2 separate regions of the Mus musculus genome follow, and region 1 is linked to region 2. The links are chromatin contacts, called in public Micro-C maps. All regions are on one chromosome and are shown on one strand. The core of a region is the stretch at or near the end of the contact, and the rest is flanking DNA. Distances in the headings are between cores, read along the strand shown. Region 1 holds the start of Ppp2r2c (protein phosphatase 2, regulatory subunit B, gamma). Region 2 holds the start of A930033C23Rik (a long non-coding RNA gene).

Region 1 (4,835 bases), core at 261-2,760, 1.5 Mb after region 2:
TGTGGGTATCCCTTCAAGACCAGGGATGGGACACAGGGAGGGTGCTGCTCATCAGATAGTAAGAGGAGGAGAGGCTGCAGAGGGGCATGCTGGGTAAGGATGTGAGGTGGGTAAGCAGAGCAGGTGTTAGGAAGGGAGAACGTGCCAGGGCAGGGGGAGACCATGTAGTTGCCATTCACCTTCCCTTGGGGAGTGAGCTTGTTTGGGTGTTTTGTCCCTGAATCTAAACCCAGGTAGGGAAGTAGGTAATGGTGGCCTGCTCCGTGATAGAGAAGTCCAGGCTGGGGCAAGCTCCAGATCTCAGGGGGTTTAGCCTTCCTCTGCTCCCTCCCCAGACTCCCTGCAGGACTCTGGGGTTACTTGCTACTCCTTGCAGTCCTCAGTAGGCCTTTCTGTGGAATCAGCCCTAGCTCTGGAAGCCCTCATTCTCCAGCAGGAAACCAGAGTCCCTTTAACCCACCCTCTCCCTTCCAACATCCTCTGGACTGTACTGGGGAGGTGCCTGGGGCCCCCAAGGCTAGCTCTGAAGTGGGAGCAGCCTCGGTACCCCCTCTCCCCAAGCTGTGCCTAACGCCTTGAATTCTGGGCTACTCTCCCTGCTTACCTCATTGCCTAGCCTCTCCCAAAGGAGGCTGAAGCTGCACTCCTGTCGCTGCAGAACGTTCTGAGAACCCAGGAAGGTGGAGGATCAACACTCCCAAGGCCCATGCTCCAAACTCCTCAAGGTAGGAGTCAGTAGAAGGGGGTGGCTGCTTGGTTAAAGAGGTGAGCACACCCCGCTCCCGCTGCAGCTGCCCCGCCTCCCTCTGCCTGGCTCATGTGGGATGCTGGAAGTACCTGGATGAGTATGGGAGGAAGGGAGGAAAAGGGGGAGGAACAGAAGAAGGAAGCAAGGAGATATGTACTGAAAAGGAAGAAAAGGGAGGGGGAGCAAGGAAGTACTGAAAGGTGAGGGAGGGAAGGAAGAGGAAAAGGGAGAGGAAGAAAGGAGAACTAGAAGGGAGGAAGATGAGAGGCAGGGAGGAAGCCCTTCCTTGGCAGAGAGGCTCTAAGGAGCAAACACAGCCAAACAGCCTCTGTGCTCCCATACAGGTGCCTGAATAGAAACGTGGACAGGACAGAGGGTAACTCACCCCCAGACGAATTATCCAGCTCTGCCTTATGGGGTGCTGACCTTCTGTCCCCAAAGGCGTTCTGGGTGGGGCGCCCTCCCTCTGCCCCCGCAATTGTCAGAAAAACCCCGTCTTTTCCTTAATAAAGGGCCGCGATATCCTCGCGCTCCCGACACCCCTAAGTCTCTCCTCCAACCGCCTTGTCCCTTATTGCAACACCTGGCCACCAAGGTGGCCTCAACTCTAGATAGGTGTCCCTGGTTCCGGAGGTGACCGCTGTGGCGGGGCTCGGCTCATCAGCTCCACCTGCGCGGTGGCTGCACGGCCGGGGGCGGAGAGGCGTGCAGCGGAGGGAGGGGCCTGCGACACGGCCCCGCCACGGCGCAGCCCGGCTCAGCGCCGCGCGCGTCCCCTCGCCGCCGCCACCGCCAGGCGCCCGGACGCAGCGCGAACGGAGCGGCCGGGATGCGCGCCCGAGCCCCGGCCCGCCCCACGCTGCGGCCGCCGCCTGCCCGCCTTACGCTCGCCTGAGCGCGGCGCCCGCCCGCCCATCCCCGACCACCCGACCGCGATGCCCGCCCTCCCGGGCCCCGGCGGCCCGAGACCCTGCTAGGCTGCGGCGGCATGGCCCGCGCGCCCGGCGCGACCTCTGTGGATTGCATCGGTGTGCGGCGGCGGGGCATGCCCAGGGCACCGGGCGCGGCCTTCAATGGGCGAGGACACGGACACGCGGAAAATTAACCACAGCTTCCTGCGGGACCACAGCTATGTGACAGAAGGTAACGTACGTGTTGTCTGAGACCCCCTCCGGCCGGCCGCGGCGTGGGGATGCCGTCGCACCGAATGCCCTCCGAAGGTTTGGACCGCGCGCTGTGTGTCGTGTCCCCCCCCACCCCCACCCCGACCCCGGGCCGGGAGGGAGGGAACCCGGGGGCTTCGGCCGCTGCCCAGCGCCCTCCTCCGTGCTGCCCTCGGGACCGCATCTGTCCTTCCCCCGCCGGGTGGCATTGGATCGGGCCCTGACTATCATTTACAAAGCCCAAGGCTGCAGCAGATCTGGCGTGGAAATCTCCAGGACCTGGAAAGGCTTAAAAATCCTTCATTTGCCCTTTCAGCGGGGCCAAAGCTCGCAGAAATTTCTAGATTGCCCACTCCCTGGAGAGGGACCCAGGAGGGAAAAATTCCATTGCCAGATCCTCTAGGGTTCAGCTGCCCTGGCACCTCCCTGGCCTCCTGAGGCAGTTCCCCTGCGTGGGAGGGGGAAGGAGGCTCGTAGGAGCTACTGTTTTATTCCTAGGTAGTGCTACTCAGACAGGAGCTGGGCCAGACCTTCATGGTTTTCCGGAAAAGTGGGGCATCCTACCTCAAACAGGTTCTGCGTTTAAAACCCCCTAAGTTGGCCCTGTGCGTCAGCCCCCACCAAAGGCTGGTGGGATTCAGAGGATCAGTGTCCTTTGCTAATGTGACGGTAACTTCCGGAGTCCCCAGGCCCTGACTGGCCACAGGAACGGTGGGGACAGCTCCAGAGCTCAGCCAGGGGCCGCAGAAGTGAATAGGCTGCAGTGAGGGAGTACCAGACCTAGCCACAGTAGCCCGCCTGCACACGGGTGCTGGTGAGCTTCCCGGGCAGCGTAGGCGCCTCTTTCCCGGGGCTGTGGGCCTAGTTGGGAGGGTGTCCATGGTTTAAGCAGGTGGCTGACCCGGTGGGAGGGGCCCTGGCGCTGAGTCCCGGGGGCTGGCGCGCGTGGGTGCCTGCTCCAAGGATCCTGCGTGGGCATGGCCTCCCCAGTGCCGAGCTCCGCCGGAAATGAGGCGGGCGCGGCGACTCCCGGCGGGCGCGCGGACCCCGGAGGCAGAGGCTAGGTGTGCGACCCGGGCGTGCGGATGCTGATGCTGAGAGCTGGGCTCCGCGCGCCGAGGAGAACCGCTGAGTCACGCGTTGCCGCGGGGTGTGCGGGGAGAGGGGGCAGGGCTGCCAGGCCCGGACTGGGTGGCGGCGCTGCCCTAACGGGGCTTTGGGAGGCTCCTGGCGCAGAACTCAGCCCTTTGTCGCCCGCTAGGTGATGCGGAGGAGGGTCGCGCTTCGTGAAGATGATTATCTGCTCACAGCCTGCCTAACCGAGAAAGCAGCCTGCGTGGCTGGTCCGCAGATGGGCTTCTTGGCAGGGAGTCGTGTGCAGGGCTAGTGTTGCTCTGGCTTTCCTGGGGAAAGCCTCAGTTTCCTCATCTGCACACTGGGAACGATCCAGCGGGCCTCAGAGCTTTTGTGTACCAATCACAAAACGCATGGTGCCCACCACACGGGGACAGCGCAAAGTATTGCTCCCATCCGGTATCCTACTTCCTCTTCTTTAATAAACCCACCTCAGCAAGGTTCGCTGGAGGACGTACCTTCATGGTTCCGTGGCCGCTACTGCCATCCGCTGAACTTTCGGATTCCAACGCTCGAGTTGGATGGAGGTCCCTTGCCCTATTCATCCTGTGTTATAGCAACGAGCCCTGTGACCTGTGGGAAAGCCTGTTTTCATATGCCTCAGTTTTCCTATTTGTACAATGGGAGTAAACAAACTCTGAGAAATCAAGGAAGGGCCACCTTCGATCTGTAGAGGTGATTGAAATGTGTTGAGCACCTACTGTGCCCTAGCGTTTCACATAGGGCCTGGTGGAAAAGTCTCACCATGAGCCCTGGGCAGTGAGCAGTGTGTGTAGGACCCATGACTCAGATACCCCTACCATTCAGGGATGTAGAAGAGTAACGTTATAGAGTGAAACTCCCAAAGAATCTAACTGGAAGGAGGTAGGAATTTTGATCTCCCTAAATGAAGCCCCCCGCCCCGCCCCTGCTCCTTCCTCCCCTCCCTTCATACTATAGCATCCTGACAGATTTTCATCCTGACTTCAAGGTCACAGATTTGTCACCTGGTCTACAGAATTGTGTTCAGGTTCTGCTTACGGCTTTGGACTTGCTCAGCCTCCCTAGATGAGTCACTGGGCTCCATTTGGCTTCTCTGTAACTCACAGTGGCCTCTAGCTCAGGATTGTTGAGATGACCATGGCCCCTGAGAGTGTAAAATGCTCACAGACAGGGTGGGGTTTCCTGGAGGCATTTGGTAAATGTCACCATCGCCGTTGAGTCCTAGATACTTGTTTTTTGCAAGAGACGGAGGTGTATGTCTTCCCATCCCCCCTGGAGGTGGGCTCCTTGCTTACTCGTACGCTCTAGCTTTGCCTTTTACTGCTGTTCCTTAAGCTAGCCATTTTCTTCTTGGCACTGGGCATTTCACTGGCTCTCTCTTCTCTCCAAGACACCCTGTCATTTCGGAAGACCAGCTCCTACAAAGACTCTTGAATTCCCAGTCCAGTGACATCTTATCTCCTCAGAGCAGTTCGAGTTCTGTTCACACTGTGGTGGTTTGAATGAGAGCAGCCCCAGAGGCTCCTCTGTTTGAATGCTTAGCAACCCAGAGTGGAACTGTATAGGAGGACTGGAAGGATTAGGAGGTGTGGCCTTGTTGGAGGAAGTGTGTCACTGGGGGTAGGCTCTGGGGTTTCAGAAGCCTGTGCCAGACTCAGTCTCCATCTCTCTGCCTGCAGATGAGGATGTAGAAGTCTCAGTTATTTCTCCAGCACCATGGCTGCCATGTTTGCTGTCATGCTTCCTGCCACCCAGTATTGGACTAAGCAAGCCTTTGAAACTGAGCTTTCTTCTATAAGAGTTGCCGT
Region 2 (4,564 bases), core at 1,968-4,467:
TTATTATCGTAAAGGTGTTTGTAGGTATTGTTACCCAGTCAGTTCAGTAAAACCAGAACAGAAAAACAAACAAAAAAACAAAACAACAAAATTATGTGTCCTGCCACCATACATCAAAGCCAGATTAAGAATTTATTGGGACTATGTTTTATTAGTCAGACTGTTACCTTAAAAATAAAAACAAAAAATTAAAGTGCATTTAATTTTAAAGTAAATTGCATAAGTTTATACATTTCTAAGTTTACCAATGAAATGATATGATGTTGGTTTATCTAAAATACGCAGCAAAATTAAAAGGGGAATGGAAGAGAGGCGCTTGATTAGGAGTCCGTACTTGCGGAAGGTCCAGAGGCAGGCTTGAAAATAAACCTAAGTAAATCTGTTTAACCAGACCGTGGAAACGCGAGGATTTGTGCTGGGGGGGGGGGGGGGCCGGGGGGCGGGCGGGGCGGAGAAAGGGTGACTTTCCACCCGAGAAGCTGCAGTACGTTCCAATTTTATTTTCACCCAATCTGAGTCTCACCTGGGTTCACTTAAAACTCGGCTTTTAAAAAGCTGTGCATCCTCGCGGCTTAGCTAGAACTTGACCGTTAAAGCTCACATACTTAGCTTTACAACTATTTTGGTCTCAAACAACCCCCTTTTCTCCCCACGCCGCTTTCCGGGGTTTCATCCCTCTCACTCTGGTCACGGTGACCGCACCGGACTCCTCACCCGGGGTCCGGGCGCCTTGGAGGGGGCAAAAGGGCTTAAAGGTCGCGACCTTGCAACACAGTGTGGGGTAGTGCCCTGCGGCCGCCTTTCTGGTCTGGGATCTAGGTCTTCTGTTTCTGGAGCACCGGGGATCTGCGGCGCAGAATGCGGGAAGGAGGCTCGGGGCCCACAGGCGACACTCGCGAAGGGTGGATGGAGAAGGGCTGCATCCGGACCTCCGGGAAGCCCTGGGCTGGAGACCGCTAAACAGACCAAGCACCCGTGGGCTCTGCGTGATCCGGGATTGCAGGGGCACCACCTCTGCGGATCCAGACGCCTGCTAGCCATGGTTCTGCGCTCGCCCTGGAATGTCTCCCTTCCCCGCCCTCCGCCTGCTGGTTCTCTTGGTTCGCCCGGGACACAGCGACGTTATTCTCCCGCTCGACTCTCCCCAGTGGCCGTGATCCTTCTTCTCACGCGTCCTGCCATGCGGGAAGTGACTCCTTCCCTGCGACGGGCGCTCTGGTTTCTTGGTCCTGCCTCCCACTATGGGTCCCGGACTCCGCGCGCTTCGACCCACCGGGCTGCGGACGCGGCTGCATATCCCGCGTCAGCACCTTTCCGCTGGTGCCACGAGGCCCTGTTTCGCCATCAGGTAGGAGTGAGAGACATGGGGGGGGGGGGGTGCGTACTGCGGAGCCCGGGATGAGACGCCGGCCCTCCTCCGACCTTACTGGGCTTAGACGCTCCGGGCAGTCTCAAGGGACCCTGTGGCTCGCAGCCCCGCCCCGCCCCCGCGCCGGGCCCAGCCCCGCCCGGCCCGCGGCGCCCCTCCGATCCCGCCTAGGCCGCTCACCTGGCGTCTCGCAGTCTGCTGCGGTCTGCAGACCCTCCCCTCCGTCCTCACCTCTCGTCTCCTATCCACCTCATCCTGCGTGTCCTTACGCGGGCTAGGTGCCCAGTCACATAGTAAAGGTTCCTTTCCGAGCCGAGGGCATGTAACGGAGGTGGGGACGCCGAGGTCCGGAAGGCATCGGGAATGAGGCGGAGGTACATGAACGCGGGTGCTGGTGGAGTCCAGGCAACGCTCGCCTTGGCCGAGAACAGAAGATGGACCCACCTGATGGGAGGAGCTCAGCCTGGTCCCTGGGCACAGACCTTCCCTAGCACACAGGGGGCAGGGGGAAGCTCACTATGCTCTGTGTCTTTCCTGGATCCCCGTGGCTGGGATGGGGCCCGATACTCCCATCTTAAGACTGCGAGCGCCGAGCCTCGCAGCTGCACAGTGCCCCCACAAAAGACAGGGGTGCTATCCTAGTTGTGTGTTCGAAAAATAATCAGTCCCAGTCTGACTCCAAGGCTCACGCATCCCGTGATCTGGGAGACGGAAGCAATGTTGGGATTTCTTTTCAACTGGGCAAATGAGGGGGCCAGAAGTGGGAGAGCCCACTGTCTCTCAACTCCTTCCAGAGAGTTCTCTACACCAGGGAGTAGATCTGAGGGCCCTACACTGGAATTCATTCGTTTCCTTTTTAAAAGCTTGGAGACAGAAGCTAGAACTCACCCGGAGCCTAGTAGGACTTCCTCAGACCTCCAGGCCGTTCAGACAGCAAACAATGATAAGCAAGCAAGCAGAATGATGCCACGTGCCCTTAGGGCTGACCGAAATTGGTTGTGGAGAAAAGACCTTAATCATTTTCCGGATCCACTTTACCTCCTAAGGGCGGCTGTGAAGAACGGGAGGCTTGCCTCTGAGCATCCCCGCTCCCCAGCAGTGTCCAGGCCCAGTCTTACCTGGTCATTGTATGTACAAGTCCATTGTGGCCCCAAGATATGTCGCAGCCCACACCCCTCCTCTTTTTTCTAGAAGGGAACAATACTTTGGGCCAGCAAGAAGAAGGGCTTTTGGGGGACAGAGAGAATGGAATGGGGACGCTGTTCAAATCTTGAAGAAGCTCATTCTTTTCTGGGGCCTCTATTCACCCACCTTAATATCATGGGACCTACCTGGTGGAGCCATGTGCCCAGGCTCTGATCCAGGGCCTGAGCCTTGCCTTTACTGTGGGATTCGATGTCCCTCGTAGCAACATAGGACTAGTTGGGAGAGCATTGTGCCCCTAAGCCTAGGGTCTTGCGCTCAGAGTGGGCTCTGCATAGGTTTGGGTATCTTAGTATCCAACTCTCTGCCCAAACATGGAGGAGTAGAAGCCACTGTCTGAGGGAATCTAAGGTTCCAAAATGTCCAGCTGAGGAGCCACTGTCACTTCCCCAGGAGCTCTGCCATCCCTCATCCAGTGTCAGAACTCTCTTTCATCTGTTTCTTTAGAACCTCACTCTTGGCTTCGCCCCTTGAGGTCACTGTACCCACCTGATGTTGGCTTCACCCCACCGAGGTCACTGTTCCTACACGACATAAATGGCTCTCGAAGCTTGACAACCACAGCGCCTTTACATCTAGATTTGGATTGAGTTTTCTTTCTGAAATTTCTAAAATCCATTTCCCCCAAATGGGCAGGAGCCTCGCATGCTCGGCGGCAACCCCCACCCCCCCCCCCACCCCAGCGGCCTGGCCGCATTGATCCCACGCCTTACAGCACATCACATTAGCCTAATGGTTTCTCTGATGATTCAACTTCTTTTCCTTAAGAGCCGCCCCTCGGCCCTCCACCCTCCGCCGCGCCGAGGACCTCGCCCCTGGGACCCGCAGCCCGCGGGGAGGCGACGCGCTCCGGAGCCGGCGAGGCGCGCAGGGCGGCGGGATGTAACCGGTGGTCCGCGGGGAACCTGGCGCTCACCTTAGACTAGATCTTCAGAGGCTTCCGGAGTCAGACCCTCGAACCTTCCGACTCAGACCGGAGAAGAGCCAGGCAGCTCCGAAGCACAGCGACCGCTTGGGCCCCTGCCCTGGGACACGGACCCATGCTTCGGCCCTTCTGCCGGGGCAAGCAGGGCCCAGGCAGGCCTCCCCGGCCGCTAGCCAATCGGTTCTGCACGTCCCCATCTGCGCGCAGAGAAGCGGTGTTCGGTATAGAAAATTAAACACACGCGCACACGCGCGAGCGCGCACACACACAGAAGGGGCTTTCCAAATTCAGGCACCCACGGATAGCTGAGTTTTTTTCTTTTTCTTTATCTTTTCTTTAAATGTTGTTGTTGTTGTTGTTTTGTCTCTCTGTGTAGACCAGTCTGGCCTCGAGCTGAGAGAGAGATCCATGTGCCTTTAATCTGTTGAGATTAAAGGTTTGCCACCACCAATCCTGGCTGAGTTTTGTTTTGATTTTGACATATTCTTAGTTTTGCAGGGCTGGCGATGAAATTCAAGGTTTCAAGTAGGCTTCAAGCCTGAGCGTTCACTAACCCGTTCATTGGTTTGTTTGCAAATAGGAAATGTATTGTCGGAGCAGAAAAATTAAAGGTGTGATCAAGCATGCTGGAAGAAAAGCTCTCTTCCGGCCTCCAAGATGAAAACTCACTCCAGACAGACAAGTCTGCTTATTATTATTATTATTATTATTATTATTACTATTATTATGATAAGATCTGCCTTGTAGCTCAGGCTGACTTCCAGCTCCTGGCCCTCTTAACCTCACTCACCTCCTAAATGCTAGCTTTATAGACCCCACCTGAAGTTTACAAGCCCTGAAGTTCTCAAGAGTATGGAATCCACTTGTATAGTGTGGAACCTCTCACCAAATCCTTAAAGGAAAAAAAAAGTTCGTTTTCACTTAGATACAGTAAAGGTTTAAACTGAGAGACACCCCCCCCCAGGCTGGGGGTTTGAGCTTTCCAGGTGGGACTGGCAAATTGTCAGCAAAATAAACACAAATAAAAACCCAGTATGTCCTCACGGCTCCCTGTTCCTCCACCCATT

Evidence for each region. Hi-C and Micro-C count contacts between places; a contact is called where the count stands out from the background.
Region 1: a Micro-C map of embryonic stem cells shows a contact between it and region 2, with 4 times the contacts expected there. The contact joins the promoter of Ppp2r2c here to the promoter of A930033C23Rik in region 2. A contact is called at or near these places in 1 of 39 promoter capture datasets (embryonic stem cells), 4 of 484 Hi-C or Micro-C datasets (all in embryonic stem cells) and 1 of 115 datasets of contacts at active chromatin or transcription factors (embryonic stem cells).

Annotation. Positions count from the first base shown.
Region 1 is chr5:36,867,000-36,871,834 of GRCm38.p6, forward strand. It overlaps Ppp2r2c (protein phosphatase 2, regulatory subunit B, gamma), which reads left to right and starts at 1,511. Exons shown (of 9, transcript NM_172994.3): 1 at 1,511-1,891. The coding sequence starts at 1,822. It overlaps Gm52812 (a long non-coding RNA gene), which reads right to left and starts at 854. Exons shown (of 2, transcript XR_003955898.1): 1 at 605-854.
Region 2 is chr5:35,396,338-35,400,901 of GRCm38.p6, forward strand. It overlaps A930033C23Rik (a long non-coding RNA gene), which reads right to left and starts at 3,218. Exons shown (of 3, transcript XR_003955880.1): 1 at 2,488-3,218; 2 at 1,550-2,351; 3 at 456-1,333. It also overlaps a transcript of Hmx1 not described here.